2 separate regions of the Mus musculus genome follow, and region 1 is linked to region 2. Evidence: chromatin contacts called from public promoter capture Hi-C data. All regions are on one chromosome and are shown on one strand. Each heading gives the region's core, a stretch centred on a gene start, on an enhancer-like site or on the middle of the called end of the contact. The rest is flanking DNA. Distances are from core to core; before and after follow the strand shown.

Evidence for each region. Promoter capture Hi-C pulls out the DNA fragments that hold promoters and counts their contacts.
Region 1: a promoter capture Hi-C map of hematopoietic stem and progenitor cells shows a contact between it and region 2, with 4 times the contacts expected there. The contact joins the promoter of Ina here to the promoter of Borcs7 in region 2. A contact is called at or near these places in 19 of 39 promoter capture datasets (the 3T3-L1 cell line, 3T3-L1-derived adipocytes, the C10 cell line and 14 more), 4 of 484 Hi-C or Micro-C datasets (bone marrow-derived macrophages, embryonic stem cells, nephron progenitors and 1 more), 16 of 115 datasets of contacts at active chromatin or transcription factors (bone marrow-derived macrophages, craniofacial prominence, embryonic basal ganglia and 10 more) and 4 of 9 other capture datasets (adipose tissue, embryonic stem cells, liver and 1 more).

The regions. Positions count from the first base shown.
Region 1 is chr19:47,012,840-47,017,264 of GRCm38.p6, reverse strand. Ina (internexin neuronal intermediate filament protein, alpha) reads right to left here and starts at 2,584. Exons shown (of 3, transcript NM_146100.5): 1 at 1,446-2,584. The coding sequence starts at 2,510. It also overlaps a transcript of Nt5c2 not described here.
Region 2 is chr19:46,687,479-46,692,283 of GRCm38.p6, reverse strand. It overlaps Borcs7 (BLOC-1 related complex subunit 7), which reads right to left and starts at 2,378. Exons shown (of 5, transcript NM_025563.3): 1 at 2,199-2,378. The coding sequence starts at 2,336.

The sequences.
Region 1 (4,425 bases), core at 1,335-3,834, 320 kb before region 2:
GAGCTTTTATTGTTCATTGTACTTAAACCACCTAATTTTGTGTGTGTGTGTGTTTTTTTCTACATTTTTCATTTGTCCTGTCTTCTGTCTCTGAGCCTTTTGTATTCACAAGCTAGCATGTTCAATGTAGTGAAACTGAGGACACAGTGGCCTTTGTTGTGACGAAAGAGCCAATCATTACCTTCACAGAGCTTACAGGGCAGGGAAAGGTGAAACACAAAAGTCACCTATAACAAAGAAACCATCTCTGTAACTCGCCATGTGCCCATAAGCTGAAAAAGATGTCAAGGTAACAGAGGTTTTCAAGTGAGACCTCACAGCCTTCGAGCCGATTAAAAGGTTTTTGTTAACTGCAAAGCTATCCTTGGAGGCAAAAATTGAAGCTATCTACAAGATGAGCTTTGAGTTCATTTAGCCAAGATTGATTGTGTTACATCAAAAAAAAAAAAAAAAAAAAAAAAAAAAAAAAAAAAGAAGCAGTTAATTGCATTGAGGCCTAGACTTCCTAACTGGGACAATTTGGAAACATAATGAAGCAGGAGACATTTCTGCGTTGGGAGGAACAGGAGATCAGCACCTCGGACAGCGCCCTGACCGGTCTCAAGCTGAACGGGCTCAAAGCTTGTTTAGTAGATGGACAAGGAAACTGCGCGTGTGTCTCGCGGGTTTCGTGTGTGTGTGTGTGTGTGTGTGTGTGTGTGTGTGTGTGTGTGTGTGTGTGTGTGTGCGCCCGCGCGCGCAAGGGTGGGGCAAGGCAGTTGTCATTAGCTTAAATATGCTACATCCCACTCCTTTTTTAGAGCAAAACTCAAGAAAGTGAGCCTTCTTCCCAATCCTAAAGCGGACGATACTCTGTAAATATCAATTCTCAGTAAGACTCAGAAAAGACTTCTCAAAGTCAACTAAACAAACCAGATTCTTAAGTACCCGCCCACAGAAGCCATGACCTGCGCCCTCTGGGGACACTTTGGGTCGGCACTGTTCTGTTAGTGTGTCTGTACTCTTGGTGACAGGAAGGCATGGTTACTTTTTTTTTTTTTTTTGACTCCTAGAAAGATTAAAGACTCCTTTGTTAGAAGAGTTCAGACAAGCGACTGGGGGTGGGGTTGTGGCTCCGTGTTACTGCATATGCCTAGTATATGCATGAAGACTTGGGCTCTGTGCCTCAAACTCCCCCACCCTCCAAAATAGAGGGCGAAGACATCAAGGGCTTGAAGAGCTAGCTTCCAGGCACATACAGTCCACATTTGCGGCTGCATGCGTGAGACTTCGTGGTTTTTTTTTTAATTTGTTTGTTTGTTTGTTGACTGACGCCTCTAGTCAACGCTCCCCTCTCTCCCCTTTCCCTCCCGTGGTTTCCTAGGGCACCAGTTTACAGGGAGTGAAGCTATCTCTGTACGGAAAAGGACAGGGCACTCTTTCCTATGCAGCATCCCAGCCCTTACCTGGTAGCCGGCCACCTCAGCGCTGTGCCGCTCCTCCAGTTCCAAGATCTGCCTCTCCAGGGACTCATTGGCTCCGCGCAGACCCTCTATCTCAATGGTACGTGCCTGGAGCTGGCGCCGGTACTCGTGGATCTCCTCTCGGCTGGCTCGGATGGCTTCGGTGCTGCGCGCAGCCTGCTCGTTTAGGTTGGCGAACTTGGACTTGTACCACTCCTCGGCGGACTGCAGGTTCTTAGCGGCCAGGGACTCATACTGCGCGCGGATCTCCCTCAGCGCCGAAGTCAGGTCTGGTTTAGCCACGGCCACGTCCACCTCGGCGGCGGCTTGCGAAGACGCCTGCAACGTGGCCAGGAGCTCGGCCACCTCCTCGTCGTGGACCTGGCGCACGAAAGCCAGCTCGTCCAGCAGCGACTCCACCTTCTTCTCCAGATCCAGGCGGGCCAGGGTGGCGCCGTCCACGTCGCGCTGCTGCGCCTTCAGGGCGCGCTCGGCGCCTTCGCGCCCGCGGCTCTCCTCCTCGCAGCGCGCCCGCAGTCGCTGCACCTCCTCGGCCAGCCCATCGCGCTCCAGCAGGGCCTGCGCGCGCGCCGAGCTCGCCTCCTCCAGCTGCGCGCGCAGCTCGCGCAGCTCGCGCTGGAAGAGCTCGCCGACGCGCGACGGCTCGGCGTGGCGCTGGCGCAGCGCGGCCAGCTCGGCCTCGAGCGCACGGTTCTGCGTCTCCAGCTGGTGCACCTTCTCGATGAACACGGCGAAGCGGTCGTTGAGGCCCTGCAGCTGCTCCTTCTCGTTAGTGCGGATGATCTTGTACTCGTTGGTGCGCGCCGCCGCCTGGCTCAGGTCCAGCCCGTCGGAGGCCGGCAGGCGGCGGTAGGCCAGGCCCAGGCCGAGGGACGAGGCCGAGGAGCAGGCGGCCGTGGAGGCCACATTGCTGCGGGACAGCGACTGCGAGCGGAAGCTGCCCGAGCCTCCCGGCCCGGACAGGCGCGCGGAGAGGCGCGAGCTGTCCCCGAACACCTTGCGGTAGGAGGAGGCGGAGCACAAATAGTGCTCCGATCCGAAGCTCATGGTGCCGGGGTCGGGGCCGGGTGCGCGGCTGCGGCGGGACCTGGCGAGGACGCGAAGGTGCGGCAAGGCTGGGTGCGGCGGGGCGGTGTGCGGGGCTTTTAAGGCGCGGGGTTGGGGCGACGCGCTAGGGGTGGAGCTTCATCTTCAGATCGAGCGGGGAGAGGAAGGGGGGCCTGCGGGGGCGGGGGAGCGCAGTGCCACCGCAGCTGCGCGCCACCGTCCTGGGCCGTCCCTGTCCGCTGCGCCTGTACCCCAAGAATCTGCCTTGGGAATGACCGGAGGGGAGGGAGTGCCCAAACAACCTTGGCTTCCCGGCCGAGCGCTCTCAGCTCTTTGATGGCGTTAGAGCCTGTCCTTTTTTTTCTGCTCTTATCCCCCACGGAGAGGAGGTTTTTCTGAAAGGTGTCCTCTATTCTCATCCGCATCCCAGAGTTCCCAAGGGTAAGGCCCTGTTCCTCTCCACTCTTTACAGGGGGAGCGGGCAACCCCCTCTTTATCTCCTGGCTTAGGCGGCTCCTGGTTCTCTTCGGAGAAAGTGGGACCACTTCAGAGAGCATCCCTCAGTTCCGCCACCACAGGAGATAGGATTCGCAGAAAGAGTGAGATTCTCGGGGACATTGGTGACGAACAAGAGGCTGATTTTTTTTTTCCCCAAGGGTGCAAAGGGTTACCGGGAGGAAAGCGGTCTGTCCTGGAAAGGACAAAGCGTTGAGAATTAGCAGGATTCACCTCTAGACCTCCAGTCACCGTGCGTGCCAGGACCGCAGGCTGCTAGAAAGGCTGCAGGCTTTGGTTTAAACAAACAAAAAGCCCCAAACCAACAACAAAACACATTAGATTTTAAAACGTTTCAAAACTGGATTTCTAGTCAGGAGGTTTCATCTAAACAGAAACTGGATTGATTTTGATCTTTTAATGCCCAGCCCCTGCTACTCTTGAAAGCAGAAGGTTTAGGATGACTGCGGTGGGCGAGTGCCTTTGTTTAAGTGCGTTGTTCCTCAGGGCTCCCAGCACTTCAGAGTCACCCCTCTTACCCCGGTTTTTGTTTTTTTGTTTTTGTTTTTATCTGTCTGGCCCTGCAAGCGTTTGACAATCCATTCTGAATTGGACGGGAGCACCATTTTCTGTGGGGATTAGTCTTTGGACCAAAGACTCATTTCCAGGAGTGAGGCAGAGGAGCAGGGCTGACAGAATTGGCCGTCCTCGCCACACCCGGTTAGGATGGAGTGGGAGCCTGAACGATAGATGGATCTAGTTTACCTTCTATCCTGTGGCACAACTCCAGGAAATGTGAAGCCCTTTGCTTTCTAGTTCCGAATTCCAAACTTACATTTGTTTGTTTTGAAACAAGGCTCCCATTCTGTGCCCCTAGTAGCTAAGTTGGTTTTGCTCTCAGTCTAAGCTGGCCTTGAGCTCCTGGCAATCCTCCTGCCTCTGCCTCCCACATGCAGCAGTCACCAGTGTGGCCCACCATAGCTGGCCCTTATCACCTTTTATGATCTTGGGGTTCTAGAACAAGTTTTGTTTCACTTCATGAAGGGATGTATTACTTGGACAGGACTCTGAAAGTAAGAGAAAAGTCATTTTATGGAACATATCCCCTGGCTTTGTGTCACAGCTGCCCTGTCTCCTTACCATTTACCAAAAACCCGAGCTAAAAACCATGCTGGTTTTTTTCGGGCTCTGTAAGACTCGGATGCTGGAAGACACCAGTGGTGGTGAGGAATTACTGCCTGGCAGTCATGGTGGAGTGCTTGAGTGTGGTTTTGTCTTTCTTCTGGCCGGTTTTCAAGATGGCTGTCATTCCTGGCCCAAGGCCACCAGGAAGCAACGGCATACATTCTTTCCAACACGGAATTTCTCTTAGTTTCACGAGACTCTTGTCATCTTTTGTAGCCAGAATAGGGCTCAGTAG
Region 2 (4,805 bases), core at 1,129-3,628:
TCACAAACTAGGACAGGAAATGGCTGAGGTAATGTGCTACAGGTGCTGTGGAAGAAATCCAGTAAGGCAAAGTCTGGAGAGCTGTGAAATCGTGGGTCGAGCCTGTCTCAGAAATCAGGTTAACTTCAGTTTGGTTTAATCCATGCTGTTTAATGGGCTCACACTCAAACTCTCCGATAGGAGAAGATGCCTGTGTGAGAGACACATAGAACGATGAGGAACGGGAAGGAATGGGCTACTTCAGGGGCAACCAATGGTGGCAGTGATTTTTTTGGTAGCGTGTCCAACTAGTACCATGCAAAGGTAAATTCATTATGATGTTCAATATATACTAGATTTAAATATAATACCATCTCTTGCCAGGCGTGGTGGCGCACACCTTTAATCCCAGCACTCGGGAGGCAGAGGCAGGCAGATTTCTGAGTTTGAGGCCAGCCTGGTCTACAGAGTGAGTTTCAGGACAGCCAGGCTGGCTAAGCTAGAACTCACTCTGTAGACCAAACTCACAGAGCTCTGCCTGCTTCTTCCTCCCAATTGCGGGGATTAAGGACATGTGCTACTATACTTGGCTTTAAAAAAAAAAAGTTTAATTGCATTTATTTACTTAATCTGTGGAGGAGAGAAAAGGATGTGTGTACCATGGCTTCCACACTTGTGGAAGCTTGATGATAACTTTTCAAAGTTTGGTTTTTTTTTTCTTTCCACCATATGGGTCCCAGTTTCGGACAGAAACTTGGATGGTCCAGCTTGGTAGCACACACTTTGTCTTGCTGAGCTATTTTGCTGGCCCCAAACCCACCTTTAAAAAGTTTAAGCCTATTTATAGCATTTCTTCCCCCAATTTGTTTATCTAGAAGAATGTGTGTGCACATTTGTATGATGTATGCAACATTTTACATACACATACACTTTCTACAAAAGAAACAGAATCTAGAAATAGCAAAAAAAAAAAAAAAAAAAAAAAGAAAGGAAAGTCAACTTGACTGCCAACAAAAAACGACCCAGGAACTCTGTGCAACCATGATAAAGTGTCAAATGGTGAAACCATGATTTGCATAATTTATATCTGCAAAAAAAAAAGCAATATAACAATTCTTTAATTTCTTCAAACTTTCCCCTGACACAGATTCCTAAAAGCAACGTGTCAGATGGGACCACATGCAAAACATGTCACCAGAGATCATCAGGTCAGCAATGTCAACAGCTGTTATACAGTAAGGGCGAGCACTTCTTGTAATGGGATTTTTATTTTGTTTTGCAGCCACTGTCAGTGAAAGCCAGCTCTTGCTACACTGCAGGTTTAAAGTAATATAAGTCAGATGTTGTGAACATCCATGCACAGATCCAAAGGCCTGAGAACATAGTGTGTCATTATTGCAACTACATAGGAAAGCAGGTGCCGTTCCTATGAAAACTAAGTTGGAAACGGTAACCACTTGCCGAAGGGTTACTAAGGTAGGGGTTACTAAGGAAGGTGAAATTGGAAGTTTTCTAAGCAGTCCCTTCTGTATCCCAGGTCTCTTGAGAGCTCAGACTAAGGTGTGCCCATTAGGCACCGCCATACGTTTAATTTTCCATTAGTAAATACATACCAAAGACGAGGTCATTGCATCTCATATGCCCGTTTACCTGTCCATGAGCGTGTGAGTTGTCTCATGAGGAAAAGTGTATGAACATGTACGTGTCTTTGTGTGGGCACACGGTTTCTCTAGGGCAGATAACGACCTCAACAAGCAGCGTGTACGTGTCATCAAATCATTCCATTCATAGAATCGGATGGAGGATGGAGAAAGGGGGAGGAGATGGTAGGGCAAAAGAAAAAGCTTGTCTAGGAAACAGTGAAGAGCTTGGCCAGAAATATAAAGAATAAACCCACAAAGAGAGAGGTGTAAGAAATCTTGGAAGTTGAGGCCATCGCCAAGCCGAGATTCGAAAAGCGACTGATGTTCACTACAGACGCCCATGAACACAAACAGGCACTGTGTAGGAGCCGCAGCTCATCTGCCCGCCTGTGCTTCTCCCCTTCCCACCCATCATCTCTTCCAACTACAAGCATTCAACCTAAACTGAAGAAACTCACCCAGAATGCAACACGCGCCTGGGCCAAAAGCCTACACTCCCCAGGATGCAATGCGCCGCCTCTCCCGGAGCCAGCGCTGGGAGGAGGACTGGGCCCGGGGAGCCCACGCCCCGCTCACCTCGGAGCTCCGCGAGCCTTTCAGCACCTGCTTGGTGAGCGCGATTACATCGGTGCCACAGGTGTTCACCTTCTCCGTGAGAAGCCCCTTCACGGACTGACCAAATCGGGCTTGCGAATCCGGCGTCCCAGTCGCCATCACCTCAACTAGCGATCACCCGCAGCCGGACGACGGCGAGTCCCTGGGGCCAAAAGAGACGCAACCGTCCAATCGTGCGAAGAGGAAGGACCGCATGCGCTTAGCTCAAACTGCTTACTAAAATTACTTAAAATGTTCAGTTGATGGACATGGAAGGAGGATACCGTTTAGGCAGGCTACCCTGGAGGGGATAGAATATAATTTAGGTGAATCTCTAGTTTAGAGTCAGAAGATCTGGATAGCATCCCAAGGAGTGATGTGGCTACAAATTACTCAACCCCTGTGTCTTCTGTTATCTGTTTTAGGGCCAGCACTGCGTTACCTAGGCACATTAATACAACTCTGTCAGAAGTTCAGGGTCTTTCTTGGCTGTATAGCAAGTGGAGGCCGACCTGTGATACATGAGACCACATCTATAAAATAAAATATCTATAAAATAAAATAGAGACCCTGTTCAATTCTAACATATTTTATTGAAATTAGCAAAGGGCACAGGCCAAAGAAAATGAAATTCAAATGACTAAGGTAAAGAAATGTCAACATCATTAAATTCTGTGTGTGTGTGCGTATGTGTTTTCAAGACAGGGTTTCTCTGTGTAGTCCTGACTGTAGACTAGGCTGGCCTCAAACTCACGGAGATCCATCTATGTGTGCCACCACCACCTGGCTTTTTTTTTTTTTTTTAATCATTAGTAGTTTGTATTTATGAATAGCCTTTTAATTAAAACTCTGCTTATAATTACTTTGGAAGCAAGTCCTACTATGATGTTAGGTCCCTGGAGTATACCCTTTGAAGGGATATTGTGATCCTGGTCCCTTTTTGTCTCTCTTTCCATCCCGACCTTGGAGTGAACAACCCTCCACCACATGGTGCACTGTGGTGCCATAATCCCAAAGCAATGGAGTCAAATGATGTACACTGGGACCTCTGAAAGAAGTGGATAGCAATAGGAACTTGAAAATCCTAAATTGAGAGTCTGTAGAGGTTGGTTAAAAAAAAAAAGTTCATCCAAGAAAATTCTTGGGCTGGAGGATGGCTCACTGACTGCACTTCCAGAGGTCCTGAGTTCAATTCCCAGCAACCACATGGTGGCTCACAACCATCTGTAATGGGATCTGATGTCCTCTTCTGGTGCATCTGAAGGCAGCTACCGTGTACTCACCTAAATAAAATAAATAAATCTTTAAAAAAGAGGAAAAAGAAAAAAAATTCAAACAAAATTTTACTGTAGGTCAGCTCTGCTTTCTGTACATTTGTTTACTTATAGTTTATTTCTTATTTTTATTTTATTTATAAGTATGTGCCTGCCTATCTGTTTGTGTACCATGTGGACGCGTGTGCCTTTGAAGGCCAGAAGAGGGTGTTTGATCTGTGCAATCAAAGTTACAGACCTATGTGAGCTCTCCAGTGTGGGTGCAAGAAAGTGAACCCAGGACCTCTAGAAGAGCTGTCAGTGCTCTTAACCACTGAGTCATGTCTCCATCTTCAATTTTTTACTTTTATTTATTTATGTTCAAAACAGAGTCTCTCTATGTAGCCCTGGCTATCCTGGAACTCACTCTCTAGACCAGGCTGGCCTTGAACTCATAGAGATCCTCTTGCCTCTGCCTCTTAAGTGTTAGGATTAAAGGCATTTGCCACCACCACCTGGCAATTTATTTTTACTTGTGTGCATTTTTATGTGTGTGTTGGGGGAGGGGGAGTGGTTTGTGCACATGCCTGCAGGTGCCCTCAGAGGTCCCAAGGCAGCATCAGATACCCTGGAGCTCAGGTGGTTGCAAGCTATTCATAAAGGGTTGGGTGCTGGGAATCAAACTCTGGGCTTCTGCAACAGCAATGTTTGCTCTTATCCATTGAGCCATCTTTCCAGCTACTGTTTATTCTTTTTAAAAAACTTGACACATGATTTACCTCGTTATGCACAGTCCTTTATCTAGTATTACTAACTTGCTGGCTTTAATGTCATAGCTTAACACTAACTTCATATTTTAATTCTCCCAGGCTATTGTTAGTACCGCTGAATAAGATGTCTCTTCGTTAGTTTTTAAGACAAGTATGTAGCTCAGGCTAGCCTCCAGCTTACAGAGATCTACCTGCCCTTTCCTCCTGAGTGGTGTGTGTTTAAAATCATGCATCATGACAACAGAGTTATTTCAGATAAAAATGTTAAAATCCCAATAAGCCATGTTTAAAGCCTAAATTTATTACAGCTGTGGACTTTCTCCTTTCCCAGCTATAAACCTGCAGTTTTCTAGGACTCTAACAAATAAGATCATTAAAATGTGTCTTAACTTCCGGGTACCACAGTTGTGTCCCGTGGTCTTACGATAGCCACTGTAATCATAGGTAAATGCTCTCATTTACTGGAAGAAAGAAAGGTTCCTTGGCAACTGTGATGGTTAGCATTGTCAATTGGACAGGGCCTAGAATTACCTAGAAGATAAGCCTAACTTGGCTGCAAGGGATTA